6 separate regions of the Mus musculus genome follow, and all the other regions are linked to region 4. Evidence: chromatin contacts called from public HiChIP or PLAC-seq and promoter capture Hi-C data. All regions are on one chromosome and are shown on one strand. The core of a region is the stretch at or near the end of the contact, and the rest is flanking DNA. Distances in the headings are between cores, read along the strand shown. Region 1 has its middle 33 kb from the start of Gm39904. Region 2 has its middle 210 kb from the start of Gm39903. Region 3 overlaps Dcdc5 (doublecortin domain containing 5). Region 4 holds the start of Arl14ep (ADP-ribosylation factor-like 14 effector protein). Region 5 has its middle 190 kb from the start of Gm39903. Region 6 has its middle 26 kb from the start of Gm46755.

The links. Promoter capture Hi-C pulls out the DNA fragments that hold promoters and counts their contacts. HiChIP or PLAC-seq counts read pairs in DNA pulled down with a chosen protein or histone mark.
Region 1: a contact with region 4 is called in an H3K4me3 HiChIP or PLAC-seq map of the 230-238 cell line, with 11 read pairs. The contact joins the enhancer-like site here to the promoter of Arl14ep in region 4. A contact is called at or near these places in 2 of 39 promoter capture datasets (the C10 cell line and hippocampal neurons) and 3 of 115 datasets of contacts at active chromatin or transcription factors (the 230-238 cell line and embryonic stem cells).
Region 2: a promoter capture Hi-C map of hippocampal neurons shows a contact between it and region 4, with 4 times the contacts expected there. The contact joins the enhancer-like site here to the promoter of Arl14ep in region 4. A contact is called at or near these places in 4 of 39 promoter capture datasets (the 3T3-L1 cell line, 3T3-L1-derived adipocytes and hippocampal neurons), 2 of 484 Hi-C or Micro-C datasets (cerebral cortex and cortical neurons) and 2 of 115 datasets of contacts at active chromatin or transcription factors (the NIH/3T3 cell line and embryonic fibroblasts).
Region 3: a promoter capture Hi-C map of Sertoli cells shows a contact between it and region 4, with 8 times the contacts expected there. The contact joins the enhancer-like site here to the promoter of Arl14ep in region 4. A contact is called at or near these places in 25 of 39 promoter capture datasets (the 3T3-L1 cell line, 3T3-L1-derived adipocytes, the C10 cell line and 14 more), 1 of 15 datasets of contacts at CTCF or cohesin (embryonic stem cells), 30 of 484 Hi-C or Micro-C datasets (the HPC-7 cell line, LSK cells, the N1E-115 cell line and 14 more), 26 of 115 datasets of contacts at active chromatin or transcription factors (T-cell acute lymphoblastic leukemia, bone marrow-derived macrophages, cardiomyocytes and 12 more) and 2 of 9 other capture datasets (embryonic stem cells and pancreatic islet).
Region 5: a promoter capture Hi-C map of hippocampal neurons shows a contact between it and region 4, with 4 times the contacts expected there. The contact joins the enhancer-like site here to the promoter of Arl14ep in region 4. A contact is called at or near these places in 4 of 39 promoter capture datasets (the 3T3-L1 cell line, the C10 cell line and hippocampal neurons) and 1 of 484 Hi-C or Micro-C datasets (the G1E-ER4 cell line).
Region 6: an H3K4me3 HiChIP or PLAC-seq map of stem cell-derived neural progenitor cells shows a contact between it and region 4, with 13 read pairs. The contact joins the enhancer-like site here to the promoter of Arl14ep in region 4. A contact is called at or near these places in 15 of 39 promoter capture datasets (the 3T3-L1 cell line, the C10 cell line, the HPC-7 cell line and 7 more), 2 of 484 Hi-C or Micro-C datasets (liver and nephron progenitors), 18 of 115 datasets of contacts at active chromatin or transcription factors (the 230-238 cell line, T-cell acute lymphoblastic leukemia, differentiating embryonic stem cells and 7 more) and 1 of 9 other capture datasets (adipose tissue).

Annotation. Positions count from the first base shown.
Region 1 is chr2:107,954,489-107,957,371 of GRCm38.p6, forward strand. No RefSeq gene overlaps it. Among named protein-coding and RNA genes, the nearest start is that of Gm39904, 33 kb to the left of the region's middle. Within about 2 kb of position 1,318, at least 14 of the 459 cell types and tissues checked have an H3K27ac peak or open chromatin away from gene starts, as enhancers often do. A contact at or near this core is called in the 230-238 cell line, where this site is marked.
Region 2 is chr2:107,518,663-107,521,362 of GRCm38.p6, forward strand. No RefSeq gene overlaps it. Among named protein-coding and RNA genes, the nearest start is that of Gm39903, 210 kb to the right of the region's middle. Within about 2 kb of position 1,304, at least 39 of the 459 cell types and tissues checked have an H3K27ac peak or open chromatin away from gene starts, as enhancers often do. A contact at or near this core is called in cerebral cortex, cortical neurons and hippocampal neurons, where this site is marked.
Region 3 is chr2:106,354,684-106,357,383 of GRCm38.p6, forward strand. Dcdc5 (doublecortin domain containing 5) reads left to right here. Exons shown (of 24, transcript NM_177844.2): 12 at 2,347-2,505. Among named protein-coding and RNA genes, the nearest start is that of Gm36036, 54 kb to the right of the region's middle. Within about 2 kb of position 1,383, at least 17 of the 459 cell types and tissues checked have an H3K27ac peak or open chromatin away from gene starts, as enhancers often do. A contact at or near this core is called in Sertoli cells, embryonic heart and embryonic limb bud, where this site is marked.
Region 4 is chr2:106,972,954-106,975,653 of GRCm38.p6, forward strand. It overlaps Arl14ep (ADP-ribosylation factor-like 14 effector protein), which reads right to left and starts at 1,444. Exons shown (of 5, transcript NM_001025102.2): 1 at 1,319-1,444.
Region 5 is chr2:107,542,003-107,544,875 of GRCm38.p6, forward strand. No RefSeq gene overlaps it. Among named protein-coding and RNA genes, the nearest start is that of Gm39903, 190 kb to the right of the region's middle. Within about 2 kb of position 1,334, at least 12 of the 459 cell types and tissues checked have an H3K27ac peak or open chromatin away from gene starts, as enhancers often do. A contact at or near this core is called in hippocampal neurons, where this site is marked.
Region 6 is chr2:106,453,391-106,456,260 of GRCm38.p6, forward strand. No RefSeq gene overlaps it. Among named protein-coding and RNA genes, the nearest start is that of Gm46755, 26 kb to the left of the region's middle. Within about 2 kb of position 1,356, at least 16 of the 459 cell types and tissues checked have an H3K27ac peak or open chromatin away from gene starts, as enhancers often do. A contact at or near this core is called in neural progenitor cells and stem cell-derived neural progenitor cells, where this site is marked.

The sequences.
Region 1 (2,883 bases), core at 68-2,567, 980 kb after region 4:
GAAGTCCACCTTCTTGAGTTCTTTATATATGTTGGATATTAGTCCCCTATCTGATTTAGGATATTAGAAATTAGGGAAACAACACCCTTCTCAATAGTCACAAATAATATAAAATATCTTGGCGTGACTCTAACTAAGGAAGTGAAAGATCTGTATGATAAAAACTTCAAGTCTCTGAAGAAAGAAATTAAAGAAGATCTCAGAAGATGGAAAGATCTCCCATGCTCATGGATTGGCAGGATCAACATTGTAAAAATGGCTATCTTGCCAAAAGCAATCTACAGATTCAATGCAATCCCCATCAAAATTCCAACTCAATTCTTCAACGAATTAGAAGGAGCGATTTGCAAATTCATCTGGAATAACAAAAAACCTAGGATAGCAAAAAGTCTTCTCAAGGATAAAAGAACTTCTGGTGGAATCACCACGCCTGACCTAAAGCTTTACTACAGAGCAATTGTGATAAAAACTGCATGGTACTGGTATAGAGACAGACAAGTAGACCAATGGAATAGAATTGAAGACCCAGAAATGAACCCACACACCTATGGTCACTTGATCTTCGACAAGGGAGCCAAAACCATCCAGTGGAAGAAAGACAGCATTTTCAACAATTGGTGCTGGCACAACTGGTTGTTATCATGTAGAAGAATGCGAATCGATCCATATTTATCTCCTTGTACTAAGGTCAAATCTAAATGGATCAAAGAACTTCACATAAAACCAGAGACACTGAAACTTATAGAGGAGAAAGTGGGGAAAAGCCTTGAAGATATGGGCACATGGGAAAAATTCCTGAACAGAACAGCAATGGCTTGTGCTGTAAGATCGAGAATTGACAAATGGGACCTAATGAAACTCCAAAGTTTCTGCAAGGCAAAAGACACCGTCAATAAGACAAAGAGACCACCAACAGATTGGGAAAGGATCTTTACCTATCCTAAATCAGATAGGGGACTAATATCCAACATATATAAAGAACTCAAGAAGGTGGACCTCAGAAAATCAAATAACCCCCTTAAAAAATGGGGCTCAGAACTGAACAAAGAATTCTCACCTGAGGAATACCGAATGGCAGAGAAGCACCTGAAAAAATGTTCAACATCCTTAATCATCAGGGAAATGCAAATCAAAACAACCCTGAGATTCCACCTCACACCAGTCAGAATGTCTAAGATCAAAAATTCAGGTGACAGCAGATGCTGGCGAGGATGTGGAGAAAGAGGAACACTCCTCCATTGTTGGTGGGATTGCAGGCTTGTACAACTCTATTGTCTTGATCTCCAAATTGGGCCTCTCCCTCCGAGAAGAAAAGGGGGGTCAGAAGCAGGCCACAGATGCACCGTTCCGAGAACAACCACAGAATGTTCCAGCCCTAGGTCAGTGCCAGATGTCCTGACCACACCCTGATACCACCAAGTTCCTGCTTCCCCGTGTAGCTGCCAAAAGAAAATTTTCTGCTGCCCCATCCTTCCTGCAGAGAAGTACTTCCTCTTTTGCTTGTGCATTTAAGCCTTGAGCCTTGCTGAATACAGTGACACCTTGATGCTACTCACACTGCTTCTGTGTCGTTCCTGCACTTGGTGTCCGTCTCTCCCTCCCCCCATTTGGTTCTTAGAAGATCCCCTCGAGACCCTCGAATAACTGGATCTGCTGGACAGGTCAAGTGGCGCCAGACATGGGGCACGAGGTACGACCACCTTCTGGACAATGGATTCGAGAGGTACCACACAGACAGTGAGTCAGTTTTCTGCCACTTTGCTCCAGTGTCAAGGTCTCGAGAGGTAAGCCTGGGCATTCAGTTGTTGTCCCATCTACCATGGGGAAGGTTCTGTCCAAAGAGGCAGTTTTTATTCAAGAGATGAAGGGGTCTCTTAAGGAGAGAGGGATTGGAGTTAAGATAAAGGATTTAATATTTTTTATTTTGTTTGTTTTGTGGACGAAAGATGTCCGTGGCTGATACTGAGTGGCCCTGAAATACACCCTTTAACCTGGAATAAAATAGGCAAAGAAATCAATAGTTTAATAAAACAAGGAGAAGATGTCCCTGAGTTCTTTTTTAGCTATTGGGGAATCGTGTCAGAGATCTCCTTAAACAGGCAGAAGAGGGCGCAGAAGGCGCCTCCCTCTTAGCCCTTACTGAAGTTTTTATAAAACTCCCATTCACTGTCCTGTAAAAGTGAAATCAAACCGCTGATGCCTCCAGCATCTCGGCCAATAATTAACGACCCTATTCCTAAAGATTCCCTCCATATTCCCCTCCCTCCCAGGCAAAGTCTGCCTCAGGAGAAAAGAGTGCTCTTCAGCCCTCAACAAAACCCAAGAGAATTTATCCAATTTTATATAAAGAATTGTCAAATGACTCCCTTGATCCCTCCTCTGAGGAAGAACTTGATTAAGAGGCTTTCAATTATGAATGGGACTGCTATGGTCTGGGACCCGGTGCCTATGTTGCCGTGGAGCCCTTTAAACCCACCCCCCCTCCTTACTTGCCCCCATTCCCCCTACCGCTCATCCCATATCACTGGGTTCTCCGTCCGTTCAGCGATTACTTCGAACTAAGAGAGAGCTTCAGACTCAGATAACCAATCTTAAAGATGTTCTAGTGAAAGAACCAAGTGGGGAAACCCCCACTCAATTTCGTGCACCCAAGAATCACGAACAGACAACCATCTTGATGTAAAAGCATGAGGTAGTTTAATGAGGGAGCTCCGGGCTGACATGTATCTCCAGCCGGAGACAGAGGTGTTGACCACATGTTGGAGCCATAATGGCGGAGCTCGGGTTTGAAACGTATCTCACACAGGAGACAGTGGTTTCGACTCCGAGGCTTGGAGGCTAGGGAATTTTATAGAAAAGGGGTGGGGCTGGGGGAGTAATTGG
Region 2 (2,700 bases), core at 54-2,553, 550 kb after region 4:
TCTCTCTCTCTCTCTCTCTCTCTGTGTGTGTGTGTGTGTGTGTGTGTGTGTGTGTGTGTGTGTACACCCAATTACACAAGCACATACTGCCTATGGCAAAGTAAATGAGCCTCCTCCTCAGAATCCTAACCCGCATGGAAGCTTTTTTGCCTATTCCTAATTGTTTAGTTATAGATATCATTTAAATCCTTTAAGCTCTGTTCTCTTATCAACAAAGTAAAAATGACACACGCCCATCTGCATATTGCACAGACTGTGTCAAGGACTCTGGAAGACCAAGTGTATGTCTGTGTTAAACAAGTGCAAAGGTCAGCAGTAGCAACAGGCTACTTTTGAAACTTCATCAGACATAGAGCTAAGGAGTGTGCACTCAGATTATAAGATGAACTCTATTTGAACACTGTGAAACCATAAAACTAGGGCAATCAAAGTCTGGGGGTGATGTAGTTTAAAATAGACAGGTAAGTGCCTTGTAAGGTGTGGGATGCAGTTCTGCATTAGTTTCATTATTCAGCCAAACTTCTATTATGAGATAATATTTACTGAACTTTACGATAAGCCACAGACCAAACAATGTCTTCTGAACGTGGAGTTTTGTTTAACCCTTACTACACCATTCTCAGGGATAAATTAAATATTGTTGTCATCATTAAACAGCGAGGAAACCATCTTGTCAGTTATTATTACTCTCATTGTACACGAGGCCAGCTCCAGCTCTCAGAAAGGTTTCCTCTAACTGGGTCACAGAGAGATCCAGCTGCCCACCCACCACTGGCCCCACAGAGATGCAGGAGAAGGCTATTTTTGTCTCCTGCCCATCCCACAGAGCCTGGCACCCAGCTCCCCGAGGGAGGACTGCTCTTTGGAATTCCTGGCACCCACTCCATTCTCCTCCTCCTCATACACTGCTCATCTCTCCTAGTGATAACTGCGTTAGGTTTGTCTGTTAGTTCAGGCACACACAAACATGGCTCAAGCTTAGTCATCTCAAATTAGATATTGAGATCTTGCTATACCTTGGGAAGAGGGGCTGAAAGAGAGTTAATGTAGATGAGGCCTTGCCTGCAGCCTATCTTCTCTGAAAGACTGTTAAAATAATTTTATGTATGTACCAAGATTACATTTTCTGTGCTGTTGGGCTTTGCTGTGTGTCTCTGGGGCATTTTCTTGCCAGTTCAGTAAGCCCTTTGGTGTTAAGGAGCTGGTAACCTAGGAAATAATGTGGGGGAAGAAGGCTTTGGAGGTGCTCAGTTGCCAGTGTGATTGTCAGCCTGGTGGGCCGACTCTGAGGTAGTAGGTGTGTGTGAGGGTGGGTGAGGGTGCTGTGAGCTTGCTTGCCTTTGGTTGCCGGAGTGCTGGCACAGGAGTGTGGGTGTGATTGCAGTGAGTGATGCACGCAGGGTAATTGTCAGGCAGCTCAGATTTTCTCCCTCTGCCTTTTTTTGCTTCTTTTTCTCCCTCTAATTTATAGTAGGCAAAGAAATCCTCCGCTGCATCAACGAGGTGATATTTTTGAAAAGTTTCCAAGGGGATGAATTATATGCTGTTTCAGTTTCTCAGTATTATTGATTCTTTTAGGTTTTGTGACTAATATTTCTTAATGAGAGGTCTTGGGACTCTGAGGAAGCTGGGGAGGCCAGCTTTGGCTGCTTGCTTCTGTAAAGGAGGTATAAAACTCATGTATCATATTAGGAAGATTGCCTGTACAGATCAGTGCTAATTTCTACATTCAACCTCACTGCCACATTTAAAATTTTTGGCAGTGCTAATTCCAAATGGACTTCAGAAAAAAAATCATTTCTATTAATTTTAATATTTGTTTATGTAATCGTGTTTCATCTAATGGGTGGGTTTATCATCCTTTATCGAAGTTCATCACAAGTTGGATCTGAAATTCAAATCAGACCTGTAAGTGTCAGACTTAAAAATGAAACATTGAAAAATAGAGAATATATCTTAAGGATGAAAGATGTAAGTTTAGAAACTTGGCAATAATCTCACTGAGAAAGTCTGAACAAGAATGGAGTTCATACTAAAGTATTCATGAAAACTGAGGGAAGTGTTCACATGATGTCAGTTTCATCTCCTGGATGCAGCTGCTCTAGAGGCTGTGTATACTCTTCATCACAGAAAATGGTGACTGCCATTACATTTTATTGAATACTGATACTGTACAATTCACACATGTGCAAGTCATAATGGCAGACCTGATGCCAAGAAATATTCCATATCAAGCATATGCAATTATCCCAACACAATCAAATTTAACCTCTCCAATGTGGAAACTGTCTGATAGAGTGGCCATTCTTTTAGGGGACTGGTTTGTCTTGCAAAAGAATGAAATACACTTTTTGCCGTAGGAAAGTGGTGCCTTTCAACAGGAGCAGTTTTGTAGTAGTGGACATGTGTCACTGTTGGGAGATATCTTAGGTTGTCATCATCTAACATGTAGAGACAAGAAGTACTACTCATTATTCTACAGTGTCCAGTGGCCTGTAAAACTGCATGGCCCAGTTGATCCCAACAACAGTCTCACTCCTTACCATCAATATTCTGTATTAGTTGGGTTTTTTGTTTGTTTGTTTTTCGTTTTTTTGTTTTATTTTATTTTCATCCCTGTGATAAAGCATGTAACAAAAGTAACTTAAGGGGAAAACAAATTATTTTCTGGACCAAAATATTCATATTCCTCTTTTTGAC
Region 3 (2,700 bases), core at 133-2,632, 620 kb before region 4:
CAATTTATTTTTTGTTTTCATGAAAAGTCATGGGTTTGGCTCCAGACTTTCCATACTTTCATCTGTTACTCTTGTTTGCCCCTCCCTTATTGCCCTTTTAATGCTCTTCTGCTCTAGTCTAACCACCTTGTTCCCACCTCCTTGGCTTCCATGTCCCATGTCCTTCACTTATGTTCCATGTCCCATGTCCTCTCTTATGTTCTTCCTTCTCGGCTGGTAGTGTGTCTTTGCTGGGAAAACTCTATGTTAGAAGTCACCGTGCAGTTTCTCTGGAGTCCTTCAGTCTGTATATATAGAGGACCTAGCAAGGGCGGCTTGAGGTGACTTAAGGAAGGACATCCGTGGAGCACACTCTGAGGACATAAATCCACAAGAGATCCTTCTTTCTTTTCTAATGAGATTATAATTTAATTACGTCATTACCCCCTTCCCTTTCCTTCATTCAGGCTCTCCCAAATGTCCCTCCTTACTCTCCTTCAAACCCAGGGCCTCTTTCTGTTTTCACTATCACAAGAGCATATGTATGTACATGGATGTCCCTAAGTATAACTTGCTTGATCCATATGCTACTTGTATGTATGATTTCAGGGCTAAAGGATGAGCCGTTTTCATCACTGGGCTCTGTGGGGAGATGGGTGGCAAAGCCTGTTAGGATCTGGGTGAGCCTGGGCACTGGTCCCATCCCTGCTGATGGGAGGCAAACTCAGAGCACAGACTTTGGGAATGGCCTTCTCATTTTCTCAACATTGCAGAGATTGTCCCTTTGTGACTTCTGAGCCCTGTGTGGCCCTTCCTCCCTAACCACTCACCCTGTCACATCAGCATCTTACTCTCCCTCCAGTGAGTCAGGTGAATTCTCCATTTGCTCCTTTGCTTGTTTGCCTTTGGTTCTGACTAGAGTGTTCTGCCTCGTCTAGGGGATTTCTTCCCAGGCCTCTGTTTTAGTGTAGCTTCTGAGAGGTCTCAGAATACAGCAGATCCCATGGCAGTGACTCTCCCTGCCGTATGCTGTGTTCTTCCATGGGGGTGGGGGAGCACTAGCTGTGGCCACTCATGTCCTTGTCTATTATCTTTCTTCTTACCAACACAATGTGAGCATCATTGTCCTGTTTATTGCTGTACCCCACACAAAGAATTCTATACCTCGCATACAGTAGAAGCTAGATAAATATTGATTAAAGGAATGTGTAACTAATGGAGATGCAGCTGATAAATTAGCAATTTGGTTAGTTAATTATTTAAACAAGATAATTTTTTAAAGGCTCCTTAAAAACTGACTTGACTACATTTGACTTACCAGGAATATCAAAGGCTGGTGAATTAATTGCAAGTAGGGTGAGGGTGACAGGGCTGTGCTTTCTATTTCCAACACAAGATGGCACTGGTGTATTTTCAACCACTGGGAATAGGTGGCGTGGGAAGCTGCCTGTGCTCAGGAGGCCTTGGCTACACTCCAATCTTATATCCATAAGCAGCGCTGGCCCTGGCCCCTGATAAGTGCACAGCCACATGTGTTAGCAGCAGAGTTGCCCTGGAAGACTCTGCTCATTTCATAATGCTCGCAGTTACATCAAATTATCACCACCACTCAAGTGCCTACAGTATTCCCCAGAGAAGGAACACTATTTACCCAGTAGCTTGCTGGGCCTGAGGTACACTTGCTGCTTTGCCTGTGTGTTTATCCCACCCTTGGCAAAACAGTCTTTATAATGCTGCTTCCAAGTCCCACTCAAAGCAAGGCTTTTCTAACAGCAACCTGGAGCTTAGAATCCGTGGGTCTGAACAGTGTGCGCTACCTCACCCATCTGTGTCTTAAGCATCTAAACTATCACTATTATATTCTAGAGTTTCCATGTAATTTTCTCAATTAAAAAGCACGTGTGCAGCTGTGCTTTAAGTCACTTTAGATTCCTCTGCTGAGAATAAGATTTTTTAACATCTATAACACATGCCACTCAGTCATCTGGACTATACTGCTTCTGGCAGAACTATGACCTACTTTACCCTGGTATTAGGAGTGTCATTTCATGTTCATTATGAATTGTTGAAATTGTTTAATGGTCTTAATATAACTTTTCAATATAATATATGGATCCGCTTTTCAAAACCAAAATAGCAAAAATGCATGTTGTTTATTATATGATTGAGGAATTTTATTTGTAGGCCTCTACTAAAAGATCTAAATTGTGTACTAGTGAGGAATGGCTTTCCAAATCTAGACACCCCTGTGAAAATGTGATTTACAGAAGCACCAGTATCCTGTAGGCTGTGGTCAGGCTGCACATGGAGACCCCGTGAACACACATCAGCATTCTTAGCCTTGACCTTGCTCCCGCATCTTAACAGAGATTCTCATGCAAGAGCCCACCTCCGCATGGAAGCCTGTCGCAGGACGCTCAAGTATGCTTGGCAGGACCCTTCGTACAACCTTGCTGCTGATGGCAGTCTTCCAAAGAAAGCAGAGAAAGAGCTCTTTGAAAATGTGCAGCCCCCAAAGAAACACAGGTAAAATGTGCAAGGGATTTCTGTTGGTGGAGTCTGTCTGGCCTTGGACTCCCTCATGCTGGTACAAGTACATTCCTTAACATTTTTACTTTGATTTGCTACTGTGTGTGCCAGCATGTACATTTTTGTCTTGTGATACTGATCAAAGCATCTGGGACTAGAGGGAAGGGGAGGCTCTTTACCCTTCAGCTCATC
Region 4 (2,700 bases), core at 194-2,693:
CTTAATCCAATTTTAAGTTACATTGTCTCTAGGCCCACCAAGTTTGGCCAATCACAGGTCAAGTCAGCAAAACCTCCTCAGAGTATGGTGGCTCGGGGGTCACATATTCTCCAGCCACCATGGGATCCAGTCATCTGTATACCCCACTTGTTCGTATCAATTCTTCAAGCATCACTAATTCCTCCTTCACCTCGGAGGTTTCCATCAACCTATGTAAAAGAGTAAACTTCCAGTCTTTCTGCTTTACAGCAACACCATACTCTGCTACTTGTTAGTGCATTATATGCAAAGCTCCAAAGGCAAGGCACTACCGGATTCCCTCAACAGCCAAGGCTTCTCTAATTAGCAAATTCTGACACTTTACTCTTTAGAAATTTTTTGAATAAACACAAGGTCAGAAATTCCTAGAGTCCCAAATGGCAGACTCTCCTTGAAATCGATGTGATCGGATCCCACTTCTCTGCAATGATCCCCACCACAACCCCGCGTGGGATTCACTCATTAATGCCCCTACTCTCTGCCAATGCCTCAACTCATCAGACATAATCAACAGCACTAGGGTAGAAAAAAATTTAAAACAAAACGAAACAAATGAAACCCTCAACCCACCAAAGTGCGTAACTAAATATCACACGGTTAGAACTGCGAAGATTGTGAATTTTAAAGACGGTCTGGAGAGATGGTTCCAGAAGACCCAAGTTAATTCCCAGCACCCACGCCGGTGGCTCAGACTATCCTGTAACTCCAGTTTCAAGGTAATCCGACGCCCTGTTCTGATCTGTCGGGGCTCCAGCCACGCACTGCTGGCACATACATACTGGCAAGACATCCATCCATACAAAATAAAGTAATAAAACAAAATGTTTTTAAAGTTAGACTTGGGAGGCAGAGGCAGGCGGATCTCTGTGAGTTCTAGGTTAGCCTCGTCCACATAGAGAATTCCAAGTCAGCCAAGACTACACAGAGAAACTGTCTCAAAAAACAAAACAAAACAACAAAACTTAAAAGCCCCAGGCCTGGTTACTCGTTTCTGTAATCTGAGCTACTCAGGAGGGGCTTGATGAGTTGGAGGGTAGTTTAGGACATTTGGCACGAGTGAGTCCTCACAAAGAAGCTGAGGATGAAGCTCAGCAGTGGCGAGGCCCTGGTTCAAATAAAACCCTGCAATCTGATGCAGTGGCGGACCTACTGTGTGCAGGGTAGAGCCGGGTGCCAGGCTGCTACAAGCCCCTTCCGCCGTACAAGCCTCCCCTCCCAACACTCCTCCCGGTTCACCGCGGCCTCCCACATTCAAGTGCCATCGGTAGAGTCCACTCACAGCCCTACGGCCCGACCCGGCCCGGTCCACCTGAGCTGCCACGGGTCTCCGCTGGGCTCCGGAAGCACCGTCTCTGCACAGGCCAAGCTCGGCTTTCCACACCACCGCCGGCCCCGCGCAGAAACCGAGAGGACGGCGAGGGCGGCTAGAGAGACCGCTTGTACCATGGAGAGGAACCAGGAGGAGCCTAGAGCGGAAGCCAGCCCGGAGGCCTCCGGAGGAGGAAGGGCTGGGTGCGGGGGACAAGGGGGGATGACTCAATCCAACGCAAGAGTTGCTTCAGTTGCTCGCCCGCCTTGGGGAACTTGTATCCTCTCCTGAGGTTGGGGAATTGGGAGGCTCTTGGAGGCCCTTAGCAAACACAGGTTTCCTTTACTTCGTTTGCAAATCTGTTCTGTGCAGGACACCAAACAAACGCACCTAGATAGCCCTAATCCTGGAGGAGAGTTAAATGCAACTCAAGGAATGGACCTTTTATTTAAAGTCTCACATTTTATTTTTTGATCCATTCCAACTAAACATATTCTAAAACGCTCTCTCTATTATATATTGTAAAAAAAAAAAAAAAGTCTAGATCTTTGAGTAAAAGGTACACCACAGGAAATTAACCTTTACATTTTGGGGGTGGAGAGAAGAGGTGTAATCATTGTTGTTTTGAGGTGCGTGAGTTTTTGTTTTAATTTTGGGACAAGGTTGCAGCCAGGTAGTTGAGGCTGGACCCTAGAACTCTATAGGTAGTCCACGCGGCTATGAATATAACGTTTTCTTGGTTTTGAGAATTTGACACATATGGTGTGTTTGGATCAACTCCACCTCCAGTGATGTCATCTAGAAGTGCAGGACTGGGTTCGGTTCTCTTTGTCAGCTCAAGGATTAAAAAGGAGGACAGCATTACCTGAAATTTTTGGGTGTCCCTGCAGAGTCAACATATGATAACCTAGGAATTTGGGTTCCTTCCTGGGGATCTTAGTTTTATTAATAAAAGAATAAACTAAAACAGAACAACTCAAGGACAACTTATTAGAATTTTAAAAAGAAAACCCAAGAGCAGGCAATTTGTTAATCTTTAAGTTGTCCCAAAGAGGAAGATGTAGAGTATAAATATGACCGGCCTCAGTGGCAGACAGCCTTGGGGTGAGAGGTGGAACTTCCGCAAAGAGGAGGAAGTCTAATGCTAAGTTAGAGAGCTCTGGCCAGCACCTGAAGGAAAAAGATGGAACAATAAATAGTTACACAGTTTTTTTGTCGTGCCTCAGAAAGCAGGTCAGACCCATTGAGGTCAGCCAAACCTAACCAAGGCTCTGCTCTTAGGACTGAATGGGGCATTGGAAGGAGTCTGGGAAGGGAAAACTTGCTCTTAAGCTGAACCTACCTTCCTAGTA
Region 5 (2,873 bases), core at 84-2,583, 570 kb after region 4:
AACTAGTCACCAATAATCATAACGAAGTTGGGCAGCTTGCTTACTCTGGGTCAGACAGAGTCCTTTTAAAATTTGGAATGGTGAGGTAGTGACTAATTATCTGAGGACTTTGTAAAAGCAGTGCTGATATACATAGTTATATACATAGTTTTCACGGACATGAATTAAAAGTGAGCAGCGAGAGGAATAGATACAGGCTAGGCATGGCCTTTGGAAGAGTGTCTCCTTTGATCATTAAACACTTTATAATTCCTGATAAGTTCCCATTTCTTGGTTCTGATCTGTGCATTTCTGGTTCTGTATTTGGGACATCTCTATGAAAATCTTCACATGGTTTAGTCCTTTGTTCCTTCTTGTCTTAGCTAGAAGGTTGCTTGGTAATAGAAGCTCTTTCTTTGGTGTATATCCTCATTCTCACATTCTTTATCTCTGACATTTCTATCTTACTTATGCCATTTAATGTAATATGAAGCTTACAGTTTTGGGTTCTTACTCATTTATTATTGGATTTTCTTACTAAAATGTATCAGCCACCTCTTCTCAATCACTCTCTTCCCAATGTTGTAGAATAAGTCTATGAGCACTAAATAAAGCAGTTATTTGAATAAATACTAGATATGATGATTACTTCCTTTCATTGTATAATTGTGAAGATATTTTTTTAAAATATCAGTCATGAGACTGATAACGTCTAGGTGAAGACACCTATAAGGGTTAAAGTTGCTCATAGCCTCTCAACATGTCCTGTGATGTTCATTTTTCAGTTTTCCAGCAGCTTCAGAGATAGTAGCATCATGTGGATCTTCCTGATCTTATATCTGTCTCCAACTACTTATGTCTGCTCACCCTTTGTCATTCAATTCTACTCCAATCATTAAATCTGATCTTTATTCATACCCATCGGTTACTACAGAGTTGTCCAACACTTCTCTTTCTCAATGTACCTTTCAGATCATTTGTCACCTTTAATACACTTAAAGTGTTTTCAGATGGTAACAGTAAAGGTTCTGGTTAATTTTGGTCTGAAATCTTTTATATAATAGTTAGAAAACAAACGCCCATAAGTATAGATATCTTGAAATAAATATTGAAATCCTTCTAAGAGAGCCTCACCAGGTAAGACATGTGAATCCATGTATATATCTAACCCTAGAAAGGAATGATTCCACCTTGTAAATGACTTCTAGAATCCTAGAAGCACTCAGAGGTATGAGGTATAGAAGTGCCAACGTGTTAAGCATGAGACTCATCTGCACAGCATATTTGGTCCTCCTGTAGATCTCTTATTGGCATAAGAAGCCTGCAGATCTCAGGGAAAAGAAGTAGGAGTGCATTGTGCAGTTCTAAGGTACTGAGCATGCGGGGGCTGTATGTGCTGTGAAGCAGGCTCCAAATGAGTCATACGCCTGTTACAAATGTTCCTTTGAATCTTCTGCTGGTGTTTCAATCTCATATTCTTCCTAAGTAGCTTTGTGATAGCTCATCCTCACATCTTACAGCTTAGATTGCTCAAGAGATCGATGATCAAGCATTTGAGTTAAGCCTCAAAATTATAGTATAAAATAATATAGTGTTCATATTGTCACCATGTTTGGGAAAGAAAACAGAATGCATCACCAAGTGACAGAATAGGCTGATTTAGAATTATAAACTAAAATGGGCTTTAATTAGAATATAAGTTTAAACATTTACTAGCTCTGAGATATTGGAAAAGAGTCCTCATTAAGCATTAATGTTCTTTCTGTTAAAACAGTAATGATATTCCACCCTAAATAATATCACTTACAGGCACATGAACAATAGGAAAAAACCCAATACAGAACCCTTTATGATAGCACTTACCTGAATATAATATGCTCTCCCATTTACTTGGATAAATATATTTAGCAATAATACTAATGATAGGTAGGTAATAGTACCTTATTCTTGAACACAGAGATTGGGATTATGTCTTTGTTATTGAAGCAGATATGCTCAATTACCTTTCCTATTAACAAACTCATTCTCCATCTGTTTTGAAAACTACTTTTCTTATCTTCTCTATAAACTAACCACAACAAGTGATGTTCTGTCTAAAAACAAGCAAGCAAACAAACAAACAAACAAATAAGCAAAAAAAAAAAAAAGATTTCAGAGATTTGAAAATAAATTTTGGACCATGTCTGCACTTCTTTCTATTACTTTGATTTCTGCTTAAGAGTAAACATGAAACTGTACTGAAACAGTACCTCTGAGTGCCTTCCATGAGGAAAGTATAAGAATGCCAACCTCACACTATGGACACACTATGGACACTCTATGGACAATATGGACAATGAAGAAGGTGGGCAAAGACAGACTGAGCATGGTGGAACATGTGCACCACCTCTAGGACAATTAACTACAGATTGATCCAGGGTATATATTTTTCTACTTAGTTAAACTTCTATTTTATTTTTCCAACTGGTTTTATATGCATGCGGGCAAATTCTATTTTCATATAATTTATAAGTATTATTTTTATCAAAGTTTGATGTTACTATTTCCTATTATTTTGATTGACATTTTGAAAGGTTAAAAAATATGTCCAAGTCAACATCATGTCATTCTCTAGTATAAGTAAAGCAAAGAATTTAACATATGCTTTAAATAGCAAAATATAAAATTGGCACGTGGATACAGGGGAAGAAAGTTCAAATAATAAAGATCAAGCAAAGTACCTGGGAAGAAGAAAACACAAGATGGATGATCAAAATCCTGGAATGCATTTGTTCTTTCGGTATTTTAGAAGGATAAGTAATGGCAGGAACATTTTTTTTTCCATTTTTTATTAGGTATTTAGCTCATTTACATTTCCAATGCTATACCAAAAGTCTCCCATACCCACCCACCCC
Region 6 (2,870 bases), core at 106-2,605, 520 kb before region 4:
TTTTCACCCCCCTGAGGGTGCTATCTCCCCCATTGAGAATGCATAATTCATTCATCAATACAAATGATGAATATTTAAGAGAAACATATATTAAGTTCAAAACAAACATATTGCATAGTATGTTATTTAGGATCCAAATATGTTGGAAAGAAAACCAAGATTATAATAAATATAAAATTTCTTCATTACTTCTACAAGTTAAGTAGACAAAAGAATGTATAAATAATCAAGAATGGTTTGTTATTAGCAATGGTTTCATAAATGATTTGGTTAGTACAGTGGTGCTTTAAAATATTAATATCACTTAAAACATACACACACACACATATATGGATATATATGGATATGTGTGTGTGTGTGTGTATACTATCTTAATTACTTTTCTATTGCTGTGATAAAATTATGACCAAGGTGACTTACGACAGAAAGCATTTACTTGGGGCTTACAGCTTCAGAGAGTGGCTGCCATGGAAGAGAGCATGACAGCAGACAACAAGACATGTGGAACAGTAGCTGAGAGTTCACAGCTTGAACACAGAAAGAGCAAACTGGGAATTTCAGTAGTCTGTTGAAACCTCAAAGCCCATCCACAGTGACAGGCCTTGTCCAACACCTCCTAGTTCTTCCCAAACAATTCTCCCAACTGGGAACCAAGTTTTCAAACATTTGAGCCTCTGGGCCCATCCTCATCCAAGCCACCACTTCTTCTCTTTGCATTCTTTTGCAGTCATGTTACAAAATGATTGCAACACAATGTGCCCAGGTGTCTGAAAGTAGATTCAGTAGAACACGGGGTCAACCATTCACAGATTCAGAGAGCTCTTCGGAGAGAGGAAGTGCATGGGCACAGCTGTAAAATGTGCCTGGGAGTTTTCCCATGAATAGAATTTAGATCCAAAAAAGCTTAGACTTTAGATACTTTAGAATATTTAAGTCAGGGGTGATGTGGGCCACAGATTCTTGATTAATACAGAAAGATTAAAACCACAGAAGGATGTTTCTTCATGATGGTTGTTTTCACACTTGAATGGAGTGTTAGTCTGAACGTCTCTTGTAGATGAAGCTACCAGCTCCTCTTTAGGGCTTCCAGTTCTAATCTTTGACTACACGAGCTCTGGGCTGCTTTGTCGTCTGCATCAGCTCAGCCTTCTTCCCACTTGCCCTTGCAAAATCGTTCTTTCTCAAAGTTCAAGATTTTTAATCCTTTTGGGCAAGGCTTCCCTAATTAAAGCCCAAACAATCTGAAAAGTAAATTAGTATTTGGGAGCCCTGGGCACCATTCCATGGCTCTTGATGTGACACTCCAAAAGCCTTCTTTGTTTCAATCTGAGCCTCTGTAAAAGCGCCTTTCTCACTTTGAGACTCTTCCCTCCTCTTGGCTCTGGTTTGGCTCAGCACAATGCCACCTAAACGAAGCACATCTTTCTCAGGTCACATGATTTCTCTTTGTAAATACTTGGGACATATGCCAGACACTCAGTTTGGCTGCCTCCTGTAGTTAGTTACGAGGATAATTCTCAGAGAGAGACTATAGATGCAAAGTGCATGTTCAGGACAAAGAGCAAGGAACCTTGAGTGAACAAAATAACCCTTGATATAAGGCCCAAGCATGTCTTAAAGAAGTCTTAGTTCACCTTTGCCTTTCCCACACCCAGCCCTCAGAGCCAGTTTCTATTTTGAGATACAAAAATCAAACCGTCTGGGAAAGTCGGAGATTGTAGGTGTGGATAAGGGATCGTCAATAAAATAGAATTTTAGGAGCACTCACTTGGTGGATCACTAACAAAAGGCAAGAGGGGGAAATGGCAGGGACCCAAGGACCCAGGATGTCCTGATCAGGATTAAATGCCTTGATTAGACTGTCTCATTTCCTCTGTGACAAGCCTTAACTTCTTACCTTTGATGGGCACCATTTTCATTTAAAGACTTCCCATTGTGGTAAGTGAAAAGTAAATGAAGTGCCAAGCTTAGAGAATTAATAAAGAGAAAAATGCCCATTATGTAGATTTTCCGCTCCTTAAAAAAAAAAAAAAGCCAAGTAGCATGTGTTATGTAAATGAACCAAGTTTACACTGGATCTTAGCCAAAAGACTGAGAAGCTATGATGAACCAACCGAGTTCAATAATGTGAAGTTTTATCTTCTCTGTACTGTTCAGACAGACAAAATCAAAACCTGTCTGACTGGCTTGGCCAGCCTCTTGTGTATCCTCTTTGAGTTTTTAAAATAGAGGAGCATCCAGAGATCTGTTGAAATTGGCTTTCCTTTTTAATTGTTTACATTTGCATGGATCAAGCCCTCACCTCACAGGCCAGTGGACCAACCCATTATAAGCCGTCTCATCCTTAATCCTGGGATGACCTTGGGAGTTCTCAAAGGGCTTATGATTCTTGTACAGCATCTGTTCTACTTCCTTTGGATCTTCACTTTCACACCAACCCCTCAGCGACCATGGGACTTTTCTCTTAAGATCATGCAGAAGTTAAGAGCATGGAGTCTGGGGTCACTTGGAGCTGAGTAGTTCTGAACAATTACTCATTTGCTTTATTATGTTAGTTTCCTTGTCTATGCAAGCAGGCTAAAAGAATACTTCTCCGATGGATTGTTGATAGCATTAAATGAGCATGAAGAGCTTGGAAGAGGAGAAGCTTCTGATAGCTGTTACACCACACCCCGCTGTGGTGGTTTGAATGAAACTGGCCCCCATAGACTCATAGGGAGTGGCATTACTTAGAGGTGTGGCCTCTTTGGAGTAGGTGTGGTATTGTTGGAGGAAGTGCATCACCTGGAGCAGGCTTTAGTCTTAGATGTTCAATCCAGACCTAGTGACTCACTGCTCCTTCCTGCTGCCTGCTGATGCAGATGTAAGAC